Linked DNA regions of Mus musculus: all the other regions are linked to region 4. Evidence: chromatin contacts called from public HiCAR-type, HiChIP or PLAC-seq and promoter capture Hi-C data. All regions are on one chromosome and are shown on one strand. The core of a region is the stretch at or near the end of the contact, and the rest is flanking DNA. Distances in the headings are between cores, read along the strand shown. Region 1 holds the start of Akap8 (A kinase (PRKA) anchor protein 8). Region 2 holds the start of Angptl4 (angiopoietin-like 4). Region 3 holds the start of Cyp4f17 (cytochrome P450, family 4, subfamily f, polypeptide 17). Region 4 holds the start of Zfp763 (zinc finger protein 763). Region 5 holds the start of Tapbp (TAP binding protein). Region 6 holds the start of Marchf2 (membrane associated ring-CH-type finger 2).

Region 1 (4,933 bases), core at 1,040-3,539, 710 kb before region 4:
GAACTATCTCCACCCACAAATGCAAGCAAACCATCATACCTTACCTGGCTGAGCTGACATCAAAGCAAAAAAAAAAAAAAAAAAAAAAAAAAAAAGGGGGGGGGGGTGGCGGGAGGGAGGGAACCAAGTTTAGAGGACACAAAACACAGCATTAGGTCACAGTGCCCACTGTACTGGCCTAGCCGCCACATAAGCGGGAAAGCTCAGAGTGCTGCCAGTTATGCCACGAAACTGGGAAACAAGCTAGAAATTCGGTGACATAAACGTTAGGCTTTGCTTCCATGTAACTAAACACTCAACACCCCAGCTTTCAAGCCTCCCTCTGACCTTCTAAGTCACCCCCTACAACACTCCTTTGAACAGAAAGGGAATACATTCTCTTCATTTGTGTTTTTGGAGCCTAGCATATAGTCCGATACAGTGGCACAGTCCCAGGCTGTCGAATGACTTCACTTTGACAGTGTTAATGGTTAGTTCCCTTTCCAGAATATCCCAAAAGCCCCACTGTAACACAGTCCCTTAAATGTGCTGACAGGCACTCAGTACGGCCATACCTAACTGCTACTTAGAAACCAGGGAGGGGCTGGCCAGATGGTTCAGTGGTTAATCGCGCTGACTGCTCTTCCGAAGGTCCCGAGTTCAAATCCCAGCAACCACATGGTGGCTCACAACCATCCCTAACGAAATCTGATGCCCTCTTCTGGAATGTCTGAAAACAGCTACAGTGTACTTACATATAATAAATAAATCTTAAAAAAAAAAGATTCTTTTTCTTCTTCTTCTTCTTCTTCTTTTTTTTTTTTTTTTTTTTGGTTTTTTGAGACAGGGTTTCTCTGTAGCCCTAGCTGTCCTGGAACTCACTTTGTAGACCAGGCTGGCCTCAAACTCAGAAATCTGCCTGCTTCTGCCTCCCAAGTGCTTGGATTAAAGGCATTCGCCACCACGCCCGGCTAAAAAAATTCTTAGTTAAAAAAACAAAAAAACCAGGAAGGCTGCAAATACCCTAACTGTATCTGTAAAATTATTGGCTGGTAGAAAGTGGGAGTCACCATGAAGTTCCCTAGACCAAAGAAGTATAGCAGGGTTGTGACAGGTATCTATCTGGTGGAAAGGCTAAGAATGGAAGACATAGATCTAGGATCCCAAAGGCAAAGAGCACTAGGCTGATACCCAAGCACACGTGTTCATCACACCTCAGGCCTCTCTGGCAAGTCCAATTCTAGGGATCTTGTTACTCTGCTGCCTCTCAAGATCCCTTCCTTAGCCGCCAGAAGCCACTAACCACTCCCTGTGCCCACTTCCAACCCCATTCCACATGTTCCAACTATCTCCTGCGGGTAAATCTCCGTACAGAGTCAAGGCCTCCCAGGAGATTAAAAGCAGATAGCTCGAGAACCGACGCCTAATTACGAAAAGTTGCTGACATTTAGGTTAGGAAAGGCAACGTTCCCGCTTCCGCAGACCCCCGTAATGTTACAGTCCAGAATCCCAGCCCCTCAGGCAGCACACCTCCCACGAGCACCTCACGCCGCGTACACTGCAGAGACCCAGCCAGGTTTTCCCAAAAAGCTGCACCGGGTGTAGCCGCAGTGCACAGCTGGGCCGATCGCGCGCTGCCCGTAAGCCTTCAGAAAAGCGAGCCCGGGGACACGAGCTCTCAAGGACGACCTGCGGAGGATGAGCTGAGACTCTCTCCTCGCTACGGCCGCCGCAACCCAGCCGGACCTCAACCCCCTCCACCCCCCGCTTCCTCAGCGTTCGCTTTAGCCCCGCCCCTGGAGCCGCCATTTTGTGGCGTCTTCGGAAGAGAAGGCGGGACTGAGACCGCTCGGGTCCTGGGGTCCCGCAGCGATGAGAGCCACTCGGCTTGCACAGTGAAAGCGGTCCAGAACGCATCCAGAAACCGGCCACAGCGTCGGCCTTCGCGCCTCATCCGCACCCCCCGCCCCGAGTCCTACCGGCCAATCCACGCGCGGCGCTTCGGGAACGATTGCGCAGAGGCCCAATAAGGGAAGCGCGCGCGTCCGGGACAACTCCACACAGAACCGGGCTGCGGCAAGTGCGTTCCGGCTGCAGGCTAAGCCCGAATACCACATGCGCCAGGGTCTCCCGTGGTGAAGAAGAGCCCACACTAACCTCCGTAGCCTTGCTCCATGTCTGCGACGCGACCCGCCAGCAGATCCTTGTCTTAGATTCGCTCAGAACGCATGCGTTCAACGTGCTGTCTGCTACTGGAAGACGAAGAGCGTACGTCTCTTTCTGGGCGCTACCATTGGTTGCTCAAATGGGCCCGCCCCCGCCGATCCGCCCAGCCTTCCGGGTTGCAAATCTACAGCATCTCGGGAGTTGTGCCTCAAGGGTAAGCTAGTGCGCAAGAGCGTCCAGGTCCGCGCACGCGTGAGCGGTTCTAGCGCGTTTACCCGCGCGCAGGCGCACTTCTAGGGGCCCGCCCTCACCACAGCACAAACGAAGACCTCAGATGGGAAAGCACTTTATTAGGCTGGACTTCCAGCCTCGGCCACGGGAGCCCTGCCGGGTAAGGGTTATGGACCCCCACCGCCCTCCTCGTCGTCTTCCATGTCGAGGCCCGGGATCCCGCGGATCTGACACTGCAGCGCTCCGCCCAGCAAGGGTACAGGGCTCTCCTCCTCTTCTGGTGGTGGCGGAGGTGGCGGTGTTGTAGTCCCTGGGGCGGGCTCCAGGGGCACGGGGGGCTGTGCCGGCACGCCCTCTGTGAGCTCTGTCGCTTCGCTTGGTGCCCCTTCATCCAGAGCGCCAGCCTCCACCTCGTCTTGTTCCTTTTCCTCCTCTGGGTTGTCAGTGAAAGGATTCTCGCCCTGTAGAGATGGATAGAGACTTTAATGGGAGGTAGGAATCACTGGGATAGAATGGGGACCAGGCTCACACAAAGGTCAGGACTAGGACAGTGCTTTCGCCTTTGCCTCACCTTCAGATATCGCTCCAGCTTCTTGCTAATGAGCTTGTTGTTGAGAATACTGCGGGCCACCATAAGCGAGGACTTCTTGGACTGCTCCATCATAAGCTATGGGCAGGGCAGACAGGGCTGGTGAGGCTGCTCTAGGAATCCAACAAACCCAGCTGAGGTTCAGATTCACCAATAACTAGTCCTAGTGTCTGTAAGTGACCTTGGGCGTAATTCCAGTCAGTCTGGACAGGCATGCAAGGAACTAGGATTCGATCTGATCACCCACACCTTATTTGCTGTTTGAAACCTGATCTGCTTACATAGAAACTATAGTAAGTACTGGACTTAGTGGCACAGGCCATGTAACTCCAGGACATTAAAGTGGAAGGCCTACCTGGACTACAGAGTTTAACGGTTTACATGGTTTGACTATGTCTCAGAAAATAAAAGACGGCTGGGAGCTAGAGAGATGGCTCAGCGTAAAGGACTTGTTAGTATTTCAAAGACTCAGGTTCATTTTCTGCCACCTACAAGGTGGCTGACAACAATCTCTAATCTAGTTCCCAGGAATATGAAGCCCTCTTCTGGTTACCACAGGCACCAGGCATGTGAATAGTGAGCATATGTGCAGGCAAAACATACAAGAAAATAAAAAATAAAAAAATAAAACGTAAAAAGGGGGAGGGGGCCAGCTGGAGATAATATAATAATTTGATGATAGAGTGCTTTCTTAGTATTCTTAAAGCCTTAGTTAGGTTCAATCCCCATATATATACACACACACCAGATGTAATAAAACTTATTAAAAGTAAAACGTAGGGCTGGGCTTGGTGGCCCATATCGTTAATCCCAGCACTTGGGCGGCTGAGGTAGGAGGGCAGATCTTCCTGAGTTCAAAGCCAGCCTGGTCTCAGAGCAAGTTCCAGGACACAGAAAAACCTTCACTGCCACCCCCCTCCCCTCAATTCCAGTGACAACAAAAAAAGTAAAATGTAAAAACAATAAAGGGTCTGGCAAGATGACTCTGGGTAAAAGCACAGCTTGGCAAATTGAACCCAATTCTAAGGTCACATACAATAAAGGAGAGAACCAACTCCTGCAAGTTGTCCTCTGACTTCTACACACATGCTACCTCCCGCCCTCCCACAGATACACAGACATACACATGCAGTCACCTAGGAGCAAATTGTTTAGAACCAGTAAAGAGGGTATAAAAACAGCCCTAGCAATGCACACCTGTAAGCCCATCACTTAAGAGGAAGAGAGGACTGCTGCAAATTCAAGGCCACTCTGACCTATAGAGTGAATTCCAGGACAGCTTGGACTACATAAGACTGCCAAAACAAAATGAGAATATAGATGAAACTATATTTAAATATTGTGCATCATTTTAACTCACAGGATTTGGATATGAAGAAATAATGGTAAAACTGAAAAGAGACACTTCTCTACTGGTGGAGCAACTGGTTATAGACTTGAAAAGCTATTTGATGGAATACACAAGAAATACAAATTTGCCTCAGTAATTCCTATCCCAAAGTTTTTTTTTTTAGTTTTTTTGTTTGTTTTTCTTCTTTCGAGACAGGGTTTCTCTGTGTAGCCTTGGCTGTCCTGGAACTCACAGGCTGGCCTTGAACTCAGAAATCCGCCTGCCTCTGACTCCCAAGTGCTGGGATTAAAGGCGTGCGCCACCACCCCCGGGCTCCTATCCCAAAGTTTAAGAACTAGAAATAGACCGGCTCCGCGGATCAGGGCCTCTGGCAGAATAGAAGACATTTATTCGATTCAGTGGGAAGCCTGGGCCTTTTGTTTTGTTTTGTTGAGACAAGGTCTTGCTATGGTAGCGTAGGAGGTTCTGGGACTTGTTTGGTTGTTTTGGAATTATTTTTTGTTTGAGATATTTTGTAGGCAAGGCTGGCCTGATCTCACTATGTAGTCCATGCTGGTCTCTCAGATTTGTGGCAATTTTCCTGCCTCAGCCTTCCAGGAACATTAGACTATGCCTGG
Region 2 (4,896 bases), core at 2,107-4,606, 750 kb after region 4:
ATAGGGTGTGTGTTACTGTGGAAGGATCTCAGGAGCTTATACAAGCTAGGTAAGTGCTTGTAATTATTGATCTATACATGGCTTTATTTTATGACATCAGGGCTGTGCATGGCAAGGAGGCTCCTTGGGGGGGTGGGTGTCAGCACATCCTACCTGAAGTCATCTCACAGTTGACCAAAAATGGTGGAGACCCCAGAGGCTGGATCTGGAAAAGTCCACTGTGCCGCTCCCCTTCTTGGAAGAGTTCCTGGCAGTCCCGGGGCGGCCCTGAAAGTAGACAAAGGGAGAGAGTGAAGCAGGAGAGAAGCCCCCAGTGATTTCAGGAGACTGGTGAGTGTGAAGGCTGGGTGGTAGAGGATGAGCCCCAGGGTGATTTGCCTAAACTCGTTCCTGCCTCATTATAGCATTCTCCAGTAGGGTCCTCAAGGCACACTAAGGAACGGTCAGTCCCTTGACCAATCTTCACTCTTCCCACTCTGCTTGTCTACCCTCTCAGGTCACAAAGGCTTCTCTCCCTGAGCCTTTTTCCCATGTATCACACCTTCCTGTTATTGACAATCAGCACATGGTCCTGATGCCAGGGATTCCATTTTCCCATTCCTTTCTCTGGGTCTCAGCTTCTAAAAGGATGCTATTCCACTCTCTCAAGCCCTGTTAGACTCCCAAAAGTGAACAGAGGTATTGTCGCTGATGAAGAGTCATCTGGAGGCATGTCCCCACTCCTCCCACTGAGGCCAGAGACGAGGAGGAAGTTTGTCCACAGTAGGGACCTGTAACCACCTAAAGCCTACCCCACAGTCAGTGTTTCAGTGAAGACTTCAAACAATGGACGGGGTGGATCTGGGGTAAGGCAAGAGCTGAGCTGACTGAGCAAAGGGGTACTCTGAATTAGTAGAAGATGCTGACAGTGGGACTGGGAGACTGAGGCTGGGTGTGTGTGTGGGATACGGCTATGTCTGTTACCAGAAGAAGGGGGAAGAGGAAGAAAAGAAAAAGAGGAGAGGAGGAGAGAAAGAACTTGGCCTTGACAAGTCCTCTAAATTCAGGAAGAACCACCCCCAGCCCAGCCAGGGAAAGTAGGAGAAAGGTCACTGGGGGAGGGGCATGCAGGCACTTTCTGCCAGCCAGCTCCGTCTGCACTGCCAGGAGTGGGGGCAGACCCAGAAAGATGGGAAGTATACTTTCCAATCCCTCGGGCAGCTAGCTCCCTTTCCCCTACTTTCCTCTCATCCAATCGGGACAGGCACACTGCCAAACCACCCATGTGGTTCCCATTAGGGCCAGCTGTTTGTCTCTCCAGCTCTGAACTTTCCTCTACTTGGCTAGGCTGAGTCTGGGAGTTCCAAAGCCACAAAACCACCCCCTCAGCTCTTCTCTTCCACCACATCACCCATCCAGAACCTATGCCTGCCGACCCTGGAAAAGCTCATCCATGACCCTCGCCATGCCTAGGTACTTGCCTAAGTAAAAGCCAGGGGAGGAATTAAGTCTAAGGAGGATTGGGCTGAAAGCCAGCAAGCAGCCTTAGGGTGTGAAGGGGATATCCAAACTTTCACCTAGTTGGCTGTGGAGAGCCACAGATGTCAAGAAGGGTGAACGAATAGGCATGAACTCAGGGTTGGAACTGGGAGCCTCTGACTCTGTGCCCCCCATCCCCCACCCGCCCATCCCGCACTGCGTAGCTCCACACACACTTCAATTTGAAACAAAGTATTGGGCATGGACATCCACAATCTAAGACCTAGAAATTGTGATCGAAACTGTTATGTATATATGTGTATGTGACTGGATGGAAGCATACAGGACAAAGGATCTGTATCTGTAAGATGTAAGAGGATGTGTCTAGTCTAGGAGCCGGGGTGGGGGTGTGCTTACTCTGGTTTTCCCTTTTATAGTTACATCAAGAGATGTTGGAGGGTTCCAAACCTCGGGAACGCACACACATCCACACACAGCCCTGGATTCCTTTGCATGATGTCCCTGAGCTACACCACCATCTCCCAGAACCCCTGAAACTTTAGCTCCTTATGATCTGCCTTCCTCTACTTGTTCTGGTTAACGGCTAATAAGATTTTGGGAAGATTCTTGCTGGGAAAGAATGGTGGGGTGGTCTGGCCAAGCAGGATCATAAGTGAAGAGGGTGCAATATATAAAAATACCCTTGATGAGAGCCTAGTGAGCCCACAGGAACCCAAGGCCAGAATCTCTTTCTTTCCTATTAAGGTGGACCTGACAAGAAGGCTAAGGATTGGAATGGCAAGTGGGGTGGTTGGGGAGTTGCCAGATGACAGCAAAGACCAGAGATACTCACTGTGTAAGTGGGTGGCGTTGGGAGTCAAGCCAATGAGCTGGGTCATCTTGGGAAGCCTCTTTCCCCTCGAAGTCTTGTCTACTCCATTGTCTAGGTGCGTGGGGGCCAAGAGGTCTATCTAAGACCGGGCAGGAAACGGGTGGTTAGATCTTTTGACTCATGCCATAACAACTGCTTAGCCACATTTCATCACTACATTTCACCCCCACTTTGTTTCCTCTTTCCCATTTGGGCCAATTGCTGGGGTAATTACCTGGCTCTGAAGATTCTGTATTCTCAGATTCTGCTTTGATAGGTATCTCTGCTGCTGGGCCACCTTCTGGAACAATTGCTGGATCTTGCTGTTTTGAGCCTTGAGCTGAGTCTGAAGATATGCAAGGCTAGTGAAGACCTGGCTTTATGTCGGCAACCTCCTCTTATTCACCCTCCCTTCTACCCTTTCACAGTCTGCTCTGAGGCCCTTCTCCACCCAGGTCCTGGAGTACTAGACTCGTTAGTCTAAGTAGAGTCAGAGTCCTAGTAGATGCGCCTACCTGCAAACTCTGCAGAGTCTCAGGAGTCTGGCCTTCAGGGACTCTATCCTCGGAGTCTTTGAAGGGTGCATCTTTTCCCTTGGGCCCCTGACAAGCGTTACCACAGGCAGCCATGCGGCGCTCCAGCGCGCCCAGCTGCCCACGGGTGCGCTCCACGTGTTCGCGCAGCCCATGGCCGAGCTGTAGCAGCCCGTGAGCCAGCAAGTTCATCTCGTCCCAGGATGCAAAGCGCGGTGGCTCTGGCTGTGCAGGGCGCCCTTGCGCGCTCAAAAGCCCCGCAGTAGCCGCGCATAGCACCAGGGCAGCGCCTGCTGTCGGAGCGCAGCGCATGATTCTGGGGGTGGCCTTGGGTGCAGCAACGCTAGGACTCCGGAACGCAGGAGTTCAAGACCCAGCAGCTGGAGTTCTGGGGGAGCCGGCTCAGACTTAGACTTGCTCTGGTGCAGAAGAAGATCTGGAGCCCGTAGCTCATAAGCGTTTCACGGTTGCACCTAAAGCCCCACTTTATAAAGCGGGTGTGGGAGTGGGAGGGAGAGCATTGGAGGCGGGGCCCGGGGGCGGAGCGAGTGGCCAAGTTTTAGGGTGCAATGCCACAGGCTTTGTAGTTACGAGTGTGTGTGTGTGGCGTGTGTGTGTGTGTGTGTGTGTGTGTGTGTGTGTGTGTGTATGAAGAGTTCTTGGGGATGGCTGCTTCGCCTTCCTTGCGACCTAATAAGCGACGTGACTGTCTGTGCACTGCATGGTTCATCCTAAGGCCGGAAATTCCCAGCCCTAGCCCGCATCCCAGCCCGGTTCAATGGAGGAAAGGGCGTACAAATCAGGACGTAGATGCCTTCTTTTTTTTTTTTCCCCTTCCCGCTACGTGGATGCCTTCTTGACTGACCCCTTCTCAAGTCAAAAGCAAAGTAGGGCAGAGTTACGTGGCAGAAAGTTCTCTCCCTGGTAGGCTGAGTTCAGATGGCAAGTGGGGGATTACAGAACCTTGCTCTCTGCCTCTTAGAGGCTTCCTGAGATCTTTAATCCACAGACCAGGCGGAACCCCTGCCCCCACTCTCACTTCCACCACCTTTCTGGCTCCCACGCTCTTTCCAGCTCAAGCATTCGTCATTGCAGATGTGTTTGTGAGGATCACTAACACCCTTGTTCAATTAGTCACCTCTTCCTGGCCAAATAGTCAATAGCTGGGATTTCTGTCTACATTGTAGAGATTGCAACCCTAGGCTTCCTCCTGTTGCCTGTCCTCCACCACCAGGGGTCTTGGTGTCCAGGAATTTACCTGCGTTAAAGGAGGATCAGTGTCTGAGGACAGACCTGTCATCCCAGCTCTTGGGGCATGGAGCAGAAGAGTGTGGAATTCATCTTGAGCTACACAAGTGAGTTTAAGAGAGCCTGGGCTACTCTGAGCCAGGTCTCCAAACAACAACAGCAACAACAAAACTGGTGGCACGCACCTGTAAACCCATCACGCAGGACACAGGGGAATAGTACAAGCTACAAGCTAGCCTGCTCTACATAGTAAGTTACAGACCAGTCAACGCTGAAACAGCAAGACCTTGTTTCAAAACAAAACAAAAACAATTCATAGTTATGCATACTTTAACTCCCAGCACTGCAGAGCAAGAAGCAATTGGAGGAAGCTCTGTGAGTTTGAGGTCAGCCTGGTCTACATAGTGAAGTTCCAGGCCATCCAGGAAGAAGACCTTGTCACAAAACAACAACAACAACAACTAAAAAAGCCAGGAGGAACTGGAAATCTATCTTACCAGTTAAGAGCATTTACATCTTTTGCAGGGGATCTAAGTCCAACAGCTCACAGTCACCTATAATTCCAGCTCCAGGAGCTATGGTGACTTTGACCTCCTCAGGCACTCACACACATGCACACAATTTAAAACAGTCATTTAAACATTTAAAAAGCAGGCTGGAGAGATGGTTCAGCAGTTAAGAGTACTGACTGCTCTTCCAAAGGTCCTGAGTTAATTCCCAGCAACCACATGGTGGCTTACAACCATCTGTAATAGGATCTGATACCCTCTTCCGGTGTGTCTGAAG
Region 3 (4,745 bases), core at 2,056-4,555, 530 kb before region 4:
GACTCTCAATTGAGAAAATGTCCTCATCCAGATTGCCTGTAGGCAAATCTGTAGGGCATTTTCTTGATTAATAATTGATGTGGGAGGGTGCCACCCCTGACCCAGTTGCCCAGTGGCCCAGTGTTGTGTAAGTAAGCAGGCTGACCAAATCATGAAAATCAAGCCAGTAAGCAGTGTTCTTCCACGCCTTCTGCTTCAGTTCCTGTCATGACTTCATTCAGTGATGGATTATTACCAGGAAACGTAAGATGACATAAACCCTTTCCTTCCCAAGTTGCTTTTGGTCATGGTGTTTTATCATGACAATAGAAATCCCAACTAATACACCCCCAAGGATCTATGACCTCCATAGCCACAATTCCATAGGGTTTTGATGGGTTCAGCTTACATCATCAGACATGAATTCCTTCTCATGGAGTGGATTTCAAAACCAAAACAGAAAGAAGGTAGCTACCCCCATAACAGACTTGCCACTATTGCTCCAGTGCATATGCCTCGCCTACTCAGTTATTGATCTAGCACACTGTCTTAGTTGTTTTTCTGTTGCTCTGATAAAGCACGTGACCAAGGCTACTTGGTCAAAGGAAAAGGGGGAGTGGAAAGGTCAAGGAAAAACGTTTATTTTAAATTATAGTTCTAGAGGGTTAGAGTCCACAATGGCAAGAGAAGCATCGTGGAGTGTGGTAGACATGGTGGCTGGATCAGTAGCTGAGAGCTCATGTGTCAAACTGCAAGCACAAGGGAGAGAGAGAACAAGCTAGAAGCAGAGGAGCCTTTTAAAGTCCCAAAGACTGGCCCCAGTTATATATTTCCTTCAGCAAGGCTGCACAAAGCCTCCCCCAAAAGCACTACCAGCTGAGGGTCAAGTGTTCAAATGCTAATACTATGAGGGACACTTTTCATGCAAACCCCTACAATCCACTGAGTCCGCAGGTGAGTAGGACTGTTGAAGATTCTTCTCCATCATCCGAAGAGCAATTCCACCTGGATGAAGGTTACCCAGTGGGGAAAAAGCTTCCACTTTAGTTCTAACCTGAACTTCCTCTTTTTCATTTACCTTGGAACCCCAGAACAGAGAATGGTGCAGCCAACATTCAAGGCGAGTCTTCTATTCTCAGCTAAACCTTTCTGGAAGCCTTATAGACACACTCAGATGTCTGTTTCCATGGTAGTTAAGTCAAGGAGATTATCTAGGTTCACCATCACCATAACTAAGATACCCTTTGGGATGGTTAGTGTTACTTGCCAACTTGACAAAATCTAGAATCACCTAGGAGATGGGCCTTCGGCAGGCTTGTGGTCTGCTTCAGAGAAAGTTCCATAAGCTGCTGAGAAGCATGAGTATTCTGGTGTGTTTAGATGGAATGTTCTGCAAATGACTGTAAATTCCGTTTCATCAATGATGCCATTTAATTCAGATATTGTAAGAATGTAATGTTAGGCCCTGTGGTGTGGCCATGGTGGCAGTTCAGATCTTTGTGGGTTTGAGGCCAGGACTGATCTACAGAGCTAGTTCTAGGACAGTTGTTTGGTTTTGGACAAACCAAAACCAAAACCAAAACCAAACAACAACAACAACCCCCCCAAAACCTAAAACCATAGTCTCAACACACACACACACACACACACACACACACACAAAGAATGTAATGTTAGAATCCAGCTGCTGTTCAGACTGTAATACCTTATGGCCTGCCCCTTCTTCCCACAGATATCAACAGGCACCCCATGAGGACACTGCCTCTTAATCTAGATTGAACTGAGGTTGTCTGGCTTGTGTTGACTATGGTGGTAAGAGCTTTTTACCCACGGAAGCATCTCACCGGGTTATGAGTGACTTCTCTATTCTTTCTCACTAGTTTTCATTTGAAGATTCTTTTGTCAGATGATAGAACAGCAACACACTTGCTTGCTTGTGTTCTAGGTCCATTTCCTTGGCATACCCTTAAAAGTCTGTGAACTAACATTTTATTTATTTGTGTGTGTGTGTGTGTGTGTGTGTGTGTGTGTGTGTGTGGGCACACGTGCCTGTCATGCCATGGGTGTGGAGGCCAGAGGACAGTTTGCAGGAGTCAATTCTCTCCTTTCATCATGCTGGTCAGTTCTATGGAGCAGAGTGAAGCTGTTAGTCTTGGCTGCAGGTGCATTCACACTGAGCCATCTTCCTGTCCCCTGAGATAGCTTAGCGTCCTTTCACCCTGAGCTAGAATCTTATCTGCCTCTTGTAGTGAGATATTTCTTAGAAGCAGCAGATCCATGCTTGTGCCTTTATCTGGGGTGCAGTTGAGACTGAGAACACCCGAGTTATTGAAAGGTGTTTGTTGATTCCTGCAATTTTGTTGATTTTGTTTTCCTCCTTCTTCCTCTCTTGCTTTAATAATATTCTAGTGTGTTTTATTTATTTATTTATTTATTTCCTGGACTTTGTGGCCTGATTTCCCCCTCTTCAGCCTGAAGGATTCTATCAAGCATCTTCTGTAGAGCTGGCTCAGTGCTCATAAATGCCTTTGTTCTATTTTTACCGCTGATAGTTAAAAAAAATGTCCTTCTTTATGACAGACAGCTTTTCTGGATGCAGCAGTCTGGGTTGGCAGTTATAGATATCTTTTACGGCTTGAAGTCCGTCACTTGCGCATCCTTGGGCTTTTACCCTTTCAGTTGAATGAATAATAGTGTTATTCAGATGGGCCTGCCTTTGTATTGTGAATGGTGTTTTTCTCTTGGAGCTCTCAACGTGGTGCTGCTGACCCGGAGCCCACAACCCCCTCTCTCTTCTCGCCTGCCTGGATTTCCCCACGACTGGCGGCTCAGCTTGACCCCTCCCACCTACTTCCTAACTGAACTCTGGTCCCTCAGCTGGGAGTTTTAATCTTCAGAATCTCTTTTAGTCCGTTCCAGCACGGCCGGATTCTTTGTTTCTGGAAGTCTTGTCTCCACTCGGAACCTGGATTACTTGGAGGGAGAATTCTGCCAGGTTGTGCAGCTGGTAGGCAGAGGCTCGGATCCTTTCAGTCCGAACTGGAAAACACTGCCTGCTGCCCTCTAGCCTGCAGGTCCTCAGAGGACCTGCGGAGCCTAGTGAGAACGGGACAGATTGTAAACTTTGGGTCTCTAGACACCTTTGTCTTGGTTCAGATGGAAGGTGTTGAATCCTGAGGACCCTGCTTGCCTGGACATGTGACCCTGGATTGGCTCCAATTGCTTCGGGTTGGCCCCGCCCCCGCCCCGCCCCCGCCCCCGCCCCCCGCATTTTGATATTCTACCCAGGCTGGGAGGAGGGCTCTGGGCCACCGAGGGATTGGCTCAGTCCAGCTCATCGTCCTGCTCAGCCGGTAGCCAGGATCAAAAACATTTCCAGGGAAGAGCGGACGTTTCTGGGACGCATTACTCCTGAGAAAAGGTGCCGGACTTGGGACACACGGAAGGCCCCTACTGAACAGTGGAAGCTCTGTTACAGCTGGGGTGGCTCTGCAGGCAGGCCTGATTTCCCAGTTACTACGCTACATACCTGTGCTTCAGTCTAGGCCAACGCAGACTATAAACAGATCCTATCTGCCTCTCTCCTGCCTGATTCTCTGTCTCTCCGTAGCCCTGGGTGTCCCTTTTCCTTCCTGTGTTCTAGTCCTCTAAGTCACCATCTCTGTCCAGTGACCATGGAGGGCCACCTCTGTCTCCTGGGCCTCAGGATCTCACTTCTGGCCTATCTTTCTTGCAGGATGCTACAGCTGGGCCTGTCCTGGCTGGGACTGGGGCCTGGAGCTGCCTTCCCATGGCAACTTCTGCAGTTGGTTGGGGCCTCCTTGTTCCTGGCTCGAATTCTGACCTGGATTTGTGCCTTCTATGACAACTACTGCCGTCTCCGCTGCTTCCCCGAGCCCCCTTCGCGGCACTGGTTTTGGGGTCACATGAGCATGGTGAGTGTGGCAGCAGGTAGGTCTGGTGTGTCAGGAAAGGCTCTTAGGAACCTGGGAGTCGTGAGAGGGTGGAGAGGTGAGGGAGGGAGGCTGAGTGAGTCTCTATCTAGTCACATACCCGGCATATCTACTCCTGGCCTCTGTCTACACCACGTTTTGAGGCTTTTTTCTTTTTTGCCCTTTCTCGTTCCCAGCTAACTTCGGATCACATTCTGATAAGAACTCATGTTTTAAGATCTCTTTCTGTTGCTTGTTCAGTCCTGTTCTGTGTTGTTAGTGCCCCCCACCCCACCCCACCCCAGGATAGGTTGAGGGAGCAGAGCTCTCCCCCTCAATGTGCTATTTCACTTAACGTTGTTGGAGTTGAGCCTTTCTAGTGGAATAAATTGGGTATGCTCCTTTCTTAGCCCATCTCTGCTGGCCAGAGTCTCTTGAGGGACAGCGATGCTGAATGGCAGAAGTTGACATCCCTCCTCTCCAATTTTTAAAATTCTTTCTCTCTCTCTCTCTCTCTCTCTCTCTTTCTTTCTTTCCTTTCTTCCTTCCTTCTTCTTCTTTCTTTTTTTAAATGAGATTTATTATATATTGTATATAATATATAAAACATATAATATATTTTTATATATTTATTATATATTATATAATATATAAAATATATAATATATATATATTATATATTATATATATATTTTATATGTATGTATCTTGCCAACATTGGTGCTTGTGTACCATGTGTGTGCCTATTGCTCAAAGAGTTCAGAAGAAGGCATTGGATCTCCCAGAACTGGAGTTATAGGTGGCTGTGAGCTACCTTGTAGGTTTTAGAAATCA
Region 4 (4,966 bases), core at 297-2,796:
GAAAATCAAAAATGCTCTTTTCTAAATACTGTGTCCCAAGACTTTAAAAAAATTCATTGTACAAGTAATTTAAATTTATTTTCAAATAATAGTATAACTATAACCATGTTTCATAACAATGTTACCCTCTCCAAGGTCCTTCTCATTTTAGTATGTAACTGCTCATTATTTTACCTATAATTAGCTAAAATTGTTATTTTACTTATAATTAGCTAAAATTACCTAGTACCTGCTAACGTTCCCATCAATTTGAGCATGAATACAATACAGAGAGAATTTTAAAAAGTAGTCATTTTCTTTGTATTATTTAATACTTTTTATGCATAGCAGGATATAAAATCAATATACAGTAAGCAATGTCATTTCTCTACTCCAATAAAGACTAGAGTGGAAGGGAAAATCAGAAACAAAATACCATTCATGGTAACGGGAAAAGAATTAGAAATAAAGCCCAGTAAAAGGGTAAAAAGACTTCAGCGATGACAACTTCAAATAGTAAAGAAATAGAATACTCAAGTCCACGAAGTGGCAGAAATAATACTGTTCAAATGAATATTCTACTGAAAATACCAACTCCCCCACACCCCTAAAAGAATGTCATCTGGTAAATACTGATCAAATACTCTTAGTCACAATTTCTTCTATTTGGAGAACCGGCCTCCAGCACACAAGCAAACGATGTAGATTGGCAAGCACCTGATCTACTTTACAGGGCTCACAAAAACGAAGTCTAGGAAAGCTTTTTAAAAACCCGAATTTTGGCTTCAGAAATGGTCAGGGGGAAAAAACCCATCATTGTACTTCTCTACTTTCTCTAAGATTGAAAAATTTGGCCTACTCACAGACGGCACAATTAAATACTCTTTAATCTCATCTTTAAAGGGCAGCGCGCGCGCGCACACACACACACACACACACACACACACACACACACACACACACACACACACACAGAGAGAGAGAGAGAGAGAGAGAGAGAGAGAGAGAGAGAGAGAGAGAGAGAGAGAGAGATTAATAAGTTCTCCCGGCCTAGTGTTCAACTGCAGTACTGTGAAGAATATAATTTACAAAGGCGATGAGAGAAAAGAATCGAAAGCAGCAGAGATATGCCTATAAGGCATACGAGCAACTGCTCACACCACCCAAGTCCCCTTACACCACAGTCTGGACTCCGCGTCACCAACCTGCAGTGCTGCAGTGTCTGCGGAGGCGCAGGTTCCAGGTGAGGACTAACCCCATGAAGATAGGGGCCTGGAACGAAGTAGCTTCCCTAGGACAGAACAGAGCGGGCTCCGGTGCCCGGTCGCCTGCTCTGCGCACAATTCCAGTGTCCCGCTCCAAGGCACACTAGGCTGCACAGCACCAAGGGAACGGCAGGCAACAGCGCCACAGACTGCAGTGTCACAAAGCTTTCACTTACGACTCCAGGAGCCCAAGGCATACTCACCATTTCCTCTTTCATATGCATCCAGGTGTTCTTCCTAATAGGCCTAAATACAGGAGATATAGTCCAGCCCCAACACCACCACAGACCTTCTCAACAACACAGGACTCAAACATGGCGGCAAGGGCGGGACCTTCCGAATGTACCGGTTCGTCATTGGACAGTTCATGAATAGCAGTAACAGCATCCCTGATTGAGGAAAGATAGTGACAGCCTTGAGCTTAAATGCCTTAATTAATAACATTCCTCTTTCCCAGTGCAGTTAGAATAGCGGATTCTTTTGTACGCCAGTTTTTTTGTTTGTTTGTTTGTTTGTTTTCCTTTTGTTTTTTAAGTGGACTAAGCCGGTTCCGACCTGTTTTATAACTTTGCCTTTAAGGGGAACAGGCTACTTTATGCACTTTGTTCTTGTGAACTCTGGGGCCCTCTACTGCTTTGATTACAGTGTCCAAGTTTGCCCTGCACATTTTTGATTCAAGTTCTTAATGGGAAGACCCACAGAATCAAAGATCTGTCCAGAGACAGGAACCAGGAGATCCTACTATGCAAACTCATGACTTTGGAATGAGGTAAAAGTGTTGTAAAGCTCTCTCACACGTTATGTTTCAATTTATTGATTTTGTTTGCTTGTTTTTATTGTTGTTTTGAGGCAGAATCTCTGCTATGTAGCTGTGGCTGTCTAAGTACTCACCATATACACCAGGCTTGTCGCGGATTTACAGTAATCCAACTGCCTTTGCTTCCAGAATGCTGGAATTTAAAGGTGTGGGCCACTATGCACTGCTACTCAACCAATCCATTTTTTTAATCAATAAAATTAGAGCAACAACCAATGAATACAATTATTGAATTACAGAAACACGAAGTTACATAGCAGTAATATTCAACATAGAATTCAAGACATATATAGAGTAACTCTTCAATTCAGACAAAAAATTTCCTTGGCTCAAAATCCAGAGGGATGTCTACATCTACAAATATACACATACATCACAACCGTCAACATCACAGTGACAAACAGCCCTTCTGTAGTGCTGAGGTAGAGACAACTAGGAAGTCTGGGAACTCACAGAGGATGCCTTCTATTGCTTCCTGTGGTGGTGGTGGTGGTGGTGGCAACCTCTTTCAACACCTTCATTTAGGTGCTTCTCAGCCATTCGGTATTCCTCAGGTGAGAATTCTTTGTTTAGCTCTGTACCTCAATTTTTAATAGAGTTATTTGATTTTCTGGAGTCCAACTTCTTGAGCTCTTTACATATATTGGACATTAGCCCCCTATCAGATTTAGGATTGGTAAAGATCTTTTCCCATTCTGTTGGTTACCTTTTTGTCTTATTGACAGTGTCTTTTGCCTTACAGAAGCTTTGCAATTTTATGAGGTCCCCTTCCCCCCACCAGACTCAGAAAATCTGGAGGGGAACTAGAAACCAAGAGAGAAATACCCATCCAACAAAGAAATCCAACAAAAGAAATCCAACAAAAGAAATCCAACAAAAGAAATCCAACAAAAGAAATCCAACAAAGAAATCCAGAAGTCAGCACCTGGATCTGTAATTCATCCAAAATCAGATGCCTACACTTAATCATAAAAACACCACCAATAACAGTGAGGCTACAACATGTCTCCACTAAAGTCCAACTATCCTAACCACAGCAGGCCCTGAATATTCAATCCGACATAGCTGAAGCACAATGAAAAGACCATAAAACTGACTGTATGAAGATGATAGATGTTCTTGGGATGAAAATAAATAAATTCTCTAAAGATGGCCAAGAAAACACACACAAATCGTGGAAATAAATAAATTTAACTGTTCAAGACCTGAAAATGAACATAAAAGCAGTAAAGAAAACACAAACTGAGGGAATTCTAGAAATTAAAAAAAATAATGAATTCAAACATGCACTACAGAGGCAAACTTCACTACCAGAATACAAGAGGATGTCAAGTATTAAAGATACAATAAAAAATGAATACATTAGACAAAGAAAATGCTAAATCTAAAAACGTCCTGATACAAAACATTCAGAAAATCTAGGACGGCTATTAAAAAAATCAAACCTAAGAATAATAAAAATAGAGGAAGACGAAGGATCCCACCTCACAGGCCCAGAAAATATTTTCAACAAGACCATCAAAGAAAAATTTTCCTAATATAAAGGACATGCCCATAAACATAGAGAACACCAAACAGACTAGACCAGAAAAGAAAGTCTCCTCACCACATAATAATCAAAACACTAAACATACAGAACAACAACAAAAAGAATATTAAAAGTTGCAAGGACCCTGATATAGCTGTCTCGTGTGAGGCTATGCCAGTGCCTGGCAAATACAGAAGTGGATGCTCACAGTCATCTATTGGATGGAACACAGGGCCCCCAATGGAGGAGCTAGAGAAAGTACCCAAGGAGCTGAAGGGGTCTGCAACCCTATAGGAGGATCAACAATATGAACTAACCAGTACCCCCAGAGCTCGTGTCTCTAGCTGCATATGTAGCAGAAGATGGACTAGTTGGCCATCATTGGGAGGAGAGGCCCTTGTTCTTGCAAAAATTATATGCCCCAGTACAGGGGAATGCCAGGGCCAGGAAGCGTGCGTGGGTGGGTTGGGGAGCAGGGTGGTGGTGGTGAGGGTATAGGGGACTTTCGGGATAGCATTTGAAATGAAAATGAAGAAAATATCTAATAAAATAAAATAAAAGTTGCAAGGGAAAAAGACCAATTATAATATAAAGGTATATATATTAGAATTATACCTGACTTCTCAATGGAGACTCCAAAAACCTGAAGGACCTGGATAGAAGAAAAATTCCAACCTATAAAGATTAACTTACCTATGAAAACACAGAGAATAAAATAACCTCAGACCTGCAAAATCAAAAAAAGGGAAACACACACAGTCTCTGTCTGTATGTCTCTGTTTCTGTCTCTTCTTCTCCACTATCACAACCAAAATAACAAGAATCAACAATGGGTCATTGATATCTCTAAATATTAAGTGTTTCAATCCCCCAATAAAAAGAGACAGACTAACGAAATGGATGCAAAACCAGGATCCACCATCTGCTGTATATAAGAACAACTCCTCAAGATCAAGAATTGACATCACCTCAGGGTAAAGGGGTAGAAAAAGATTTTCCAAGCAAATGAACCTAACAAGCAAGCTGGCGGAGCCATTTTAGTTTCAAATAAAATAGACTTCAAACCTAAAGTAATCAAAAGAGATAGAGAAGGATACTTCATACTACTGGAAGAAAAAAATCCACAAAGATGACATTTCAATTCTTAAAATCTATGTACCAAACACAAGGATACCAAAGTTTGTAAAAGAAATTCTAGTACAGTTTAACACACATATTGTCCCTCACACACTGATAGTGAGAGACTTCAAATACCCAATCTCTCCAATAGACAGGTTATCCAGGCAAAAAATGAATAGAAAAATACTGGAACTAAAAGATCTTATAAAGCAAATGGACCTAACAGATATTTACAGAAATTTTCATCTTAACACAGAA
Region 5 (4,627 bases), core at 1,937-4,436, 890 kb after region 4:
GGCTGGGGGCCCCCCTCAGGCTGGGGAACAGTCCGAGGGCGCGATTGGGGAGGACTGGGGGGCGGGGTTCGGGGGCGGGGGCAAACACGAGGCGGGGTCGGGGATCCAGGGGGCGGAGCCCTGGAGGGTCCTGAAGGGGCGGGGTCGGGATCAACTGGGGGCTCTAGGGGGAGGAGCTTGAGAACTGTGGAGAACACCCCTTCACCCCAAGAAAATCGGTACGCAACACCAAGGAGGGGGCGTTCTTTTGAGAGTGAAGCCGTAGACTAGGATAGACGCCCCTTCCCTGAGAGCCCCCTATTTCCTGACCCAGGAGCGAGAGTACTAAACTTGGAATACTTTCTTTGCTAGCGCTGCGGTTTGGTGGTGTTTGATTGGATGTTTTACTTAATAGTGAGCCTCAGTTGCCCCGTCTGTACCATGGGGTTGACAGGGGTACCTGTTTTTTTTTTTTAAATACTGTGATGGCTTAAAATCAGTGATGCTTTCAAAATGCTGTTATTCTTTTTTTTTTTTTTTCCCTAGAGACCCCCCCGGCCGCCCTCTTCTTTCCTTTGTTCCTGTGGCTGGGGGGGTATCTCCTTCCACAGCATGGAGCCGTCTGCTCTGTCACCCAGTGGGGCCACACTCCCACTGCCTCTGTCACTGGCTCCACCGCCACTGCCTCTGCCGGCAGCTGCAGTGGTACACGTGTCCTTCCCTGAGGTGACCAGTGCCCTCCTGGAATCCCTCAACCAGCAGCGGCTCCAGGGTCAGCTCTGTGATGTGTCCATCCGCGTGCAGGGACGGGAGTTCCGCGCTCACAGGGCCGTCTTGGCTGCCTCCTCTCCTTACTTCCACGACCAGGTCCTACTGAAAGGCATGACTTCCATTTCCCTGCCAAGCGTCATGGACCCAGGCGCTTTTGAGACTGTCCTGGCCTCAGCTTACACGGGCCGCCTCAGCATGGCTGCTGCGGACATTGTCAACTTCCTCACAGTGGGGTCGGTCCTCCAGATGTGGCACATTGTGGATAAGTGCACTGAACTCCTTCGGGAGGGTCGATCCGCAGCCACTACAACCACTGTCACTACTGCTGCAGCCCCCTCTGTCTCTGTCCCTTGTGCCAGTGTCCCATCAGGGAATGGGGGCACTGTCGCCCCTGCCACCGTAGGCTCTGTCCGTTCCCATACCTCCAGCAGGGCCAGTGAGAATCAGTCTCCCAGCAGTAGCAACTACTTCAGCCCCCGGGAGTCGACTGATTTCTCCTCTACCTCCCAGGATGCATTTGTGGCCTCAGCAGCAGGTAGTGGGAACCGTCGGGATGGTGGCCCGGTGTTCCCAGCCCCTGTGGTTGGCAGTGCGGGTACCACCTCCGGGAAGTTGCTGCTGGAGGCCGATGAGCTATGCGATGACGGTGGGGATGGGAGAGGGGCCGTGGCCCCCGGGGCTGGGCTCCGGAGGTCTAACTGCATGCCTGCCAGTGCAGTGCCACAGAAACACTGGGTGTATGTGAAGCAAGCTAGAAATTGCCCTGCACCAGCCTCCCTGGTCCACCAAGACCCCGATCTAGAAGATGAGGAAGAGGAGGAAGATCTGGTGTTGACTTGTGAGGATGATGAGGATGAAGAAATGGGAGGCGGCTCTGGGGTTCCTGCAGGGGGAGAGCCCGAGGCTACCCTCAGTATCAGTGATGTTCGGACCTTGACCGAGCCTGCAGACAAGGGGGAAGAGCAGGTCAACTTCTGTGAATCCTCCAATGACTTTGGCCCCTATGAGGGTGGGGGCGCTGGGGCAGGGCTTGATGACCCCGGAGGACCCACCCCTTCCTCCTATGCCCTCACCCACCCTCCACGACCCCTCCTTCCATTGGATGTGCCGGGCAACCAGATCTTGGTTTTCCCATCCTCCTCTTCACAGGCTCCAGGCCAGCCACCAGGGAACACAGCTGAGCACGGGGCAGTGACCCTCGGGGGCACCTCTGCGGTGGGGCTGGGCATACCAAGTGGCTCTGGTGGGGCTCCTGGAGGGACAGGCAACAGCGACGGGAATAAGATCTTTCTGTGCCACTGTGGGAAGGCTTTCTCACATAAGAGCATGCGGGACCGGCACGTGAATATGCATCTCAACCTGCGACCCTTTGACTGCCCCGTGTGCAACAAAAAGTTCAAGATGAAACACCACCTGACCGAGCACATGAAGACACACACGGGCCTCAAGCCGTACGAATGCAGTGTCTGCGCCAAGAAGTTCATGTGGCGGGACAGTTTCATGCGTCACCGGGGACACTGTGAGCGTCGGCACCGGATGGGTGTGGGTGGGGTCGGATCTGGACCGGGTCCTGGACCTGGACCCGGGACACCTTCTGGGCCAGCATTGCAACCCAAGAGGGAGTCTTCCACAGTGGGTGGGGGCAGTGGCGATGAGGCAAATTCGGCCACGCCCCCGTCCCATAGGCGTGTCTGGTCCCCACCCAGCGTGCACAAAGTGGAGATGGATTTCAGTGGGGGTGGAGGTGCAGCACACTGAAGAGCAGGCAATTGGGGAGCTTAGTCTAAGAGCAATGGCTCCCGGGGTTTCCCCCACCAAACAGTCTTCCCTTACCTCGGTGGACTTGTATATATTCTAGAGAAGGGCGTGGGTTGCACCGTCGCCAGCCCGTTCCATTCCTCAGCCCCTTCCTCGAGATCTCTGGAACTAAGCTGTGTTTTTGCTTTTCCCCTGAGCACACCAGAGCCCCACCTTCACGGAGTAGTGCCAACAAGGTGGGGGAATGGAAAAGGGACCTTTTGAGCATCCTAGAGTCACAGAGCCAACAGTCAGGTTGTGCTAGTTTGTGCCTGAAGTCTGTGTTTGTGTTGTGGGACAAGGCCTTTGAGTCTTAACGATTGTCCTTTCTCCTCTTGAAGGATACGCCCCTTATTTCTGTACTACCCCACCCTTGCCATGGGGATCCCAAATTGGGTTGTCATGAAAGTGGGTGGACACAAGGTGGGAGCCGCGTAGTATAGGTCTTAATTTTTAACGGTGATTAAAATATTTATTGGTCACTTCACTTGGCTTCCCAACACCCCTCTGTTTGCTGGGACCTGGCACAGGTCTGGGAACGCGGGAGTGTGGTTTTAAGGGAGGTGGCGCGGAGAGGGCACAGCAGGAGGGCGGAGTCTAGGCTGATAAAGGGCTCAAAGTTGGCGCAGTCCGGTGAGCCAAGGGGGTGGGTGCAGGGCGAGGAGTGGCTGGAGAGCTACAGACAGGGTTTCGGCAACTCTGTTTGGCCCCTGTGGGCGGCGTTCCTCCAACGCGCAGTCACGCCCTCACCTGACCAGATCGGGGAATTTCCAGTTCCTCACCCCAGCCTTAGAAGGAAAATGAAAGTGAAAGGGGAAGAAAAGACTTGGTAGGAGAGATCGTAGCACCATGAAGCCTCTGCTCCTGCTCGTCGCTGTGGCACTGGGTGAGCAGACCCCATTTCTTCTTGTTTAGGAATAGACACACTGGGAAGGAGAGGGAGGAGGTCCCATGGCGGGTCTGAAGGGGCGGGCCGGTCGCCGGTCGCCGGACATCCTATGGCCCTCTGGTCACCGGAGCCCCTCTCCCCAGGCCTAGCGACCGTCGTCTCCGTCGTCTCGGCTGGACCAGAGGCGATCGAGTGCTGGTTCGTGGAGGATGCAGGTGGGGGTGGCCTGTCTAAGAAACCTGCCACACTGCTACTGCGCCATGGACCCAGGGGACCGCCGCCCCGGCCAGATCTTGACCCAAAGCTATACTTCAAGGTGGATGGTGAGTCTTCGGGACTTACCTGCATCTGTCGCCTCCTCTTAGCTCACGCAGGGACGCTGGGCCTCAGTTTTCCCTTTTGTAAATACGTTTGGATGCTCTCTAAGTCGTTCACTACTTTGCTAGTTTGTGCCTTCCGGCCTGTGTGTAGTCAGCACATTTCCAGTCCGGGCTACCGTTACACCCTTTTCGGTTCTGCAGACCCGGCGGGAATGCTCCTGGCCGCCTTCAGGCGGTACCCCGCAGGCGCCTCCGCCCCACACTGCGAGATGAGCCGCTTCATCCCGTTCCCTGCCTCGGCGAAGTGGGCTAGAAGTCTGAGTCCGGAGCAGAACTGCCCGCGGGCCCTGGACGGGGATTGGCTGCTGGTCAGCGTATCCAGCACTCTCTTCAGCCTCTCCAGCCTGCTGCGACCACAGCCGGAGCCTCTGCGGGAGCCTGTCGTCATCACCATGGCAACAGGTAGCCGCCGAGAGGCGCGCGAGATGGATGGGTAGTTTTTAAGGATCTAGATGGGCCAGTTCGGCGACTCGCCAAGAGGTTTGAATGGGTCATTTCTTCAACTGGGGATCAGTATATATTCTTTTGTTAAGGGAAGGGAGTTGGTTAGATTTTATCTTCACCCTTCATTGTAGGCTGAGAGTAAAATTGAAACCTACTGTGGTTTGGGGGCGGGACTTTGCAGAGGCGGTCATGGTGTCGGTTTCCAGATCCCAGAGTTTGAGAAACTCATAAGGTTAGGCGTCCCGAAACCCAAATTTTTTCTGCACCCATCCTAGGTTTCAAAAATCACACTTTGAGTCTCTTCAAAGCGCACTAGAGACTAGGGACAGTCAGCCCAGCAAGGAACCTCTTGCCAAGGCTCTCGGCC
Region 6 (5,067 bases), core at 1,473-3,972, 690 kb after region 4:
CCAGTGGGTGCTTGAAGAGGCCAGAAGAGGCAAATTGCATCTCAATGAAATGGAGTTACAGATGGCTGTGAGCCATCATGTAAGTTCTGGAAACTGATCCCAGATTCTCTGTAAGAGCAGCAAGAATTCTTAACCAACTCCAGCTCCTAGTTTTTGTTCCTTTGTTTGCTTTCCTTTTGAGACAATGCTTCATTACATAACCCATACTGGCCTTGAATTCTTAGTGATTCTCCTGCCTCAGCCTCCTGCCCGCTAAGATTTCAGGAACGTACCATCACACTCAGATTCTTTTTTGTTTTTTTTTTACATTAATGTATTTAGGGGTGTTGTTGTTGTTGTTGTTGTTGTTGTTGTTTTTGTTGTTGTTGTTGAAGGAATACGCCAATAAGAAATAGGAGTAAGGTAAGCATGTGGGCACCTTACCAGTGTCTTCATCACTAAAGGAAATGTTTCTCCCTCCCTCAGCAACCATGAACTGCCCACACACAGATTCTCAGGAAAGCTTTGTAAGTAACACCTGGCCCTCAAATACGTTAAGTAAAAACTCTGTCACTAAGCTACAGTCCACACTTTTTTTTTCCACCTAGGATGGTATAAACCTTATGGCTATGTGATTCTGGTTGTACCCAAACCTGCAGCAGGCATCCTGCCTCATTTGCCTCATTCTCCTGAGAGCCTGGGCTGACTATAGACATGTGCCACCAAGAACAGCTTCCAGAGATTTCCTTCTTTCTCTCTTTTACTCTTTCTTTCTTTGTGTTTAAAGTCTGGTAAGATGGTTCCGTGGGAAAAGGTACATGCCACCACCAACTCTGATGACTTGAGTTTAATCCTCAGAACCCAACCAGTAGGAGGAACTAACTCCCAAAGCTGTCTTCTGAGCGCTACATATGCTACCATGGGTGAGGGCTCACAAACTCACACATACACAAAACCAAACAAATGGATAAATGTTAAAAACACAATTGTGGGCTAGAGAAATGGGCCAGCAGTTAAGACTATTTACTGCCCTTGCAGAGACCCAGGTTTGGTTCCCAGTACCCATGTGGTAGCTCACAACTGCCTGTGACTCCAGTTCTGGGGAATCCAGCACTTTCTTCTGACCTCTGAGGGCTCTTACATAATACACATAAATTCACAGAGGCACACATACATTTAAAAAAAAAATGGTATGGTGGCACACAAGCTTAGTCCCAGCACCTGGAAGGCAGAGGCAATCCAATCTCTAAGTCAGCCTGTTCTCCGTAAGGAGTTCCAGGACAGCCAAGGCTACAGAGTAAGACCTCAAAAATAAAAGAACTAAACAATACCAAAGTTACACTAAATAACCCAGCGGAACCTTGAAGTCTTCCTGCCTCAGCCTCCAGAGCACCTGACCTAACAGGCCTGTACCACCATGCTCCATGCCCTAGGCACTTTATTCTGCCTCTGTCACTGATACTGTATGTCTTGATTCAAGTTAATTTGCTTTTCTGGGCCTCATCCATCTCTTTCTTACTTTAGGGTGTGTGTGTGTGTGTGTGTGTGTGTGTGTTGTTTTTCTTGGCAGTACTGAGATAAAACAAGGGCCTAGTGCATGCTAGGCAAGTACTGAGCTAGACCCCCAGTCCAGAAACTAAGTTCTAATCCCAGAAGCTCTACTTCCTATTTGCTGTATGGCCTTGGGCAACAGCTTTAACTTCCCTGAACTTCAATTTACTCATTTAGATGAAAGGAATTACTTTTAATACTTCTACCTAGTATGTTTCCCACTAACCACATTAATTCTGACTACAGAGTTTTTTTAAAAGTGTTTTCCCCAGGCATGGTGGCGCACACCTTTAATCCTGGCACTCGGGAGGCAGAGGCAGGCGGATTTCTGAGTTCGAGGCTAGCCTGGTCTACAAAGTGAGTTCCAGGACAGCCAGGGCTATACAGAGAAACCCTGTCTCGAAAAACAAAACAAAACAAAAAAAGTGTTTTCAATTATATTTATTTTGCTTGTATTTTTGCATATGTATGTGGTGTATATTCATGCAAGGGTGTGTCTATGGAGTCCAAATGACAACTTTCTGTTGTCAGTTTTTCTTTCACCATATGAGACCTCAAGACTGAACTCAGACAACAAGCACCTTGACCAGCTGAGCTATCTTGGCAGTCCCTGACTACTGTTTGAAAAACAACATTTTCAGTACAGTGCACTGAGTAGCTTTTTGTGAAGCGCCCCAACTCTTTATAATGTTAATAATCACCCAAACAGAACCGTTATGAAGAGGGTTTCAGAGTGACATTAGTCACTTATTGACCTCCTACTGTATGCCAGGCGCTTTTCTCATCAGCCATTTCCTAAATCATGTTGGCTCCGAGATGACCCACTTTTCCTAGATGGGGAAACCGAGGCTCACAGAGGTTTCTCCTGCGTGGCGAGGCTCGGAGACCTCTCACCAACCTTGAAATGATAATTGAGGTGCCTGCGTCCTGAGCAGGGCTAAGTAAGGCCAAGGGTAGCGCCCTATCTGTCCCGCTCGAGTACTCAGCCGGAGGCTCGAACCCGGAACCTGGGAAACCTGCCTACATACTCGGGTCAGGCCCATTCGCTGTTCCGTGCCTACCTGTTCCGCGGCCGGGCCGGGCGACCGCGCAGGCCCCTCGGTTCTCCCTGGCCCGGGTCCCGGCCCGGCCCGGCCCGTCAGCAGCGGCTTGCTCCGGCTCCGGCGAGCACCTGCGTCCGGGCACCGCCCGCCGAGCAGACAGCACGGCGAACCAATGAAGACTGCCTCTGAGTATCATCTGCCAATCAGCATACACGCCCCGCCCAAGAAGGTGGGGCCTTCAAAATACGGGACGTCCTGGGCGGTCCAGGCCCCGCGGCGCCGCAGCTTCTGACTCCGCCCCTGCTGCGTTCTGGCTCCACCCCCAAAATGGACCCCGCCTCATCCCAGCTCCTCCCCCATCCCAATCTCTGGCTGTAGACTTGCTGCCAGAGCCTGGAGCAGAACAAAGGCGAGCTTAAGTAAACAACTTCACACTTGCCAAATAACTTCTTTCCGCCTTCTTCTCCGCTCCCCCCGGCCCCCGTTTGTTTGTTTGTTTGTTTGTTTGTTTGTTTGTTTGTTGTGTTTTTTAAAGACAGTTTTAATGTAGATCAGGCTAACCTCGTACTCACTCTGTAGCCAAGGATAACCTCTCTGATCCTCTGGCCTCCACCTTCCCAGTTCTATCGGGAGCTAGAATGGAATGAAGTTTTTCTTCCGTGCTAGGCACAAACAGTGTGAACTGAGCTACATTTTTATCACACTTACCAATCCTAGGGTGGCTATGATCACATTTTGCAGAAGGAAATCCGCCCAAAGGGGTTAGAGTTCTGTGGAGGAAACTAAAGCCATCATCATTTACTCATCAATTATTCAAGCAAGACATACATTCAAAAAATGGAGCAACAGATGGTAGAAAGAGCTGTTGAGATAGATCAGCGGGCAAGAGCTCTTGCATGGCAAACATGAGGATCTGAGTTAAAATCCCCAGCATCCACATAAAAGAGCTGAATAGGGCCTCGAACTCCTGTAACCTCAGTGCTGTAGATGGTGTAAACAGGAAGATGGCTGGGGTTTGCTGTCTGCCAATCTAGCACTGGTTTCAGTGAGAGAACACTTAGCAGTACTTGCCTAGCATACACAAAGCCCTGGGCTTGGTCATACATGCCTATAATCCCAGCACCCAGGAAGTTCAAGGTCACCCTCAACTACACAGAAAGCAAGGCCAACCATATGAAGGAAAACCAAAAAGATCAAAATTCTGTAGGAAGCATTATTATGGTCCAGGCATGTGCAAGACCCTGGGGACACATTAACTAATATAAATATTGTGAGACAAACATTAGCGGTTTTTAATCATTGTGTTTGCTTATTTGTTAGAGACAGGTCTTACTGTGTAGCCCAGGTCCTGCCTCACCCTCACAAGCGTAAGATTATAGGCATATGCCACCACAGCCCCACGTTATTAGTATGAATTATTATTCTTACAATGCCTGTGATGGAGCCAGCAGCCTGATACATTAGGTAGGTGCTCCACCACTGAGCCACACCTTAAGCTTCATGGTGGTGGTGGTGGTTATGGTGATGCTGATTTGGTTTGGTTTGGGTTGGGTTTTTGATAGAGGGTTTCCTAAAGCCCAGTGTGGCTTTGAAGTGGATATACAGACAAGGATGACCTGGAAATCCCGCTTCCAAGTTCTAAGTGTGGGCATGCCTGGCATGAGTCACCACGCCCGGCTTTAGTAACATTTTTTTTAATTTGCCCACAGAATATGAACATATAAGAAACAATGTAGAATCACTTTTGTTCAGTTCCAACAGCAACAGTAAAAAGAAGTTTAAAAAGTTAGATGTGCTGGCACAGGCCTTGAAGACCAGCCGTCAGAGACAGAAACAGGCAAATCTCTATGAATTGTAGATTCTGTGAGGTAGGCCAGCCTACTTGACACAGCCATAGTGAGACCTCCTGTCAGCAGAAAAAGAAAAAAAAAAAGCATAAAACTCAGAAATTATAAATCAGGAGTATTTCGCTCACCCATGCCTCGTAACTATCATAACAAAAATTACTATTGAAGACACTGAGACTTGACAAAAATGTTTATTCAAGGACATTTGCTGAACAATTTTTGCACTTTCTCAGACTGATATCACTCTTGTTATTGTTCACCATCTCCAAGGATATCTCCTTCTCATTTCACTCTTACAGTATTCCCCTTGCCTCTACCTCTCCGAAATGTACTTAGTCTGCAGTGGTACACATCTTGCCATCTTGTAGCTCTCCATTATCTGTCTTTCTTTATTTTTGCTTTGTTGTTCTTAGCTGAGACAGGATCTCAGGTATCCTAGGCTGGCCTCCAATTTGTTGTGTAGCCAAAGAGGGTTGCTCTTGCCTTTATCTCCTGAGGGCTGGGATGGCAGGTCTCCATCGCCACTCTGGAACCCCTGGCTTTATGCATGCTACGCAAGCACTCCGCCAACTGAGCAAAAGTCCCAGCCCTGTCTTCGGTTTTTGAGATAGGATCTTACTATGTAATTCGGGCTAATCTTGAGTCAT

The links. Promoter capture Hi-C pulls out the DNA fragments that hold promoters and counts their contacts. HiCAR-type assays count read pairs that join an accessible place to other places. HiChIP or PLAC-seq counts read pairs in DNA pulled down with a chosen protein or histone mark.
Region 1: a HiCAR-type map of astrocytes shows a contact between it and region 4, with 3 times the contacts expected there. The contact joins the promoter of Akap8 here to the promoter of Zfp763 in region 4.
Region 2: a promoter capture Hi-C map of embryonic stem cells shows a contact between it and region 4, with 2.5 times the contacts expected there. The contact joins the promoter of Angptl4 here to the promoter of Zfp763 in region 4. A contact is called at or near these places in 5 of 39 promoter capture datasets (the 3T3-L1 cell line, embryonic stem cells, hippocampal neurons and 1 more) and 3 of 115 datasets of contacts at active chromatin or transcription factors (embryonic limb bud, embryonic stem cells and pancreatic cancer cells).
Region 3: a promoter capture Hi-C map of hippocampal neurons shows a contact between it and region 4, with 2.2 times the contacts expected there. The contact joins the promoter of Cyp4f17 here to the promoter of Zfp763 in region 4. A contact is called at or near these places in 1 of 39 promoter capture datasets (hippocampal neurons) and 2 of 115 datasets of contacts at active chromatin or transcription factors (both in bone marrow-derived macrophages).
Region 5: a FOXA1 HiChIP or PLAC-seq map of pancreatic cancer cells shows a contact between it and region 4. The contact joins the promoter of Tapbp here to the promoter of Zfp763 in region 4. A contact is called at or near these places in 2 of 115 datasets of contacts at active chromatin or transcription factors (embryonic stem cells and pancreatic cancer cells).
Region 6: a contact with region 4 is called in a promoter capture Hi-C map of hippocampal neurons, with 4 times the contacts expected there. The contact joins the promoter of Marchf2 here to the promoter of Zfp763 in region 4. A contact is called at or near these places in 12 of 39 promoter capture datasets (the 3T3-L1 cell line, 3T3-L1-derived adipocytes, cranial neural crest and 6 more) and 2 of 115 datasets of contacts at active chromatin or transcription factors (astrocytes and bone marrow-derived macrophages).

What each region holds. Positions count from the first base shown.
Region 1 is chr17:32,318,949-32,323,881 of GRCm38.p6, forward strand. Akap8 (A kinase (PRKA) anchor protein 8) reads right to left here and starts at 2,290. Exons shown (of 14, transcript NM_019774.5): 1 at 2,137-2,290. The coding sequence starts at 2,155. Akap8l (A kinase (PRKA) anchor protein 8-like) reads right to left here. Exons shown (of 14, transcript NM_017476.2): 13 at 2,948-3,043; 14 at 2,476-2,837. The coding sequence ends at 2,544.
Region 2 is chr17:33,778,219-33,783,114 of GRCm38.p6, forward strand. It overlaps Angptl4 (angiopoietin-like 4), which reads right to left and starts at 3,357. Exons shown (of 7, transcript NM_020581.2): 1 at 2,845-3,357; 2 at 2,565-2,675; 3 at 2,312-2,429; 4 at 154-267. The coding sequence starts at 3,174.
Region 3 is chr17:32,503,179-32,507,923 of GRCm38.p6, forward strand. Cyp4f17 (cytochrome P450, family 4, subfamily f, polypeptide 17) reads left to right here and starts at 3,306. Exons shown (of 13, transcript NM_001101445.2): 1 at 3,306-3,400; 2 at 3,716-3,914. The coding sequence starts at 3,717.
Region 4 is chr17:33,031,835-33,036,800 of GRCm38.p6, forward strand. Zfp763 (zinc finger protein 763) reads right to left here and starts at 1,547. Exons shown (of 4, transcript NM_028543.3): 1 at 1,448-1,547. The coding sequence starts at 1,468.
Region 5 is chr17:33,916,292-33,920,918 of GRCm38.p6, forward strand. It overlaps Tapbp (TAP binding protein), which reads left to right and starts at 3,187. Exons shown (of 8, transcript NM_009318.2): 1 at 3,187-3,433; 2 at 3,580-3,759; 3 at 3,958-4,218. The coding sequence starts at 3,397. Zbtb22 (zinc finger and BTB domain containing 22) reads left to right here. Exons shown (of 2, transcript NM_020625.3): 2 at 526-3,034. The coding sequence starts at 592. The coding sequence ends at 2,508. It overlaps Gm19412 (predicted gene, 19412), which reads right to left and starts at 4,205. Exons shown (of 2, transcript NR_168019.1): 1 at 3,779-4,205; 2 at 2,998-3,335.
Region 6 is chr17:33,715,955-33,721,021 of GRCm38.p6, forward strand. It overlaps Marchf2 (membrane associated ring-CH-type finger 2), which reads right to left and starts at 2,723. Exons shown (of 5, transcript NM_001252480.1): 1 at 2,592-2,723.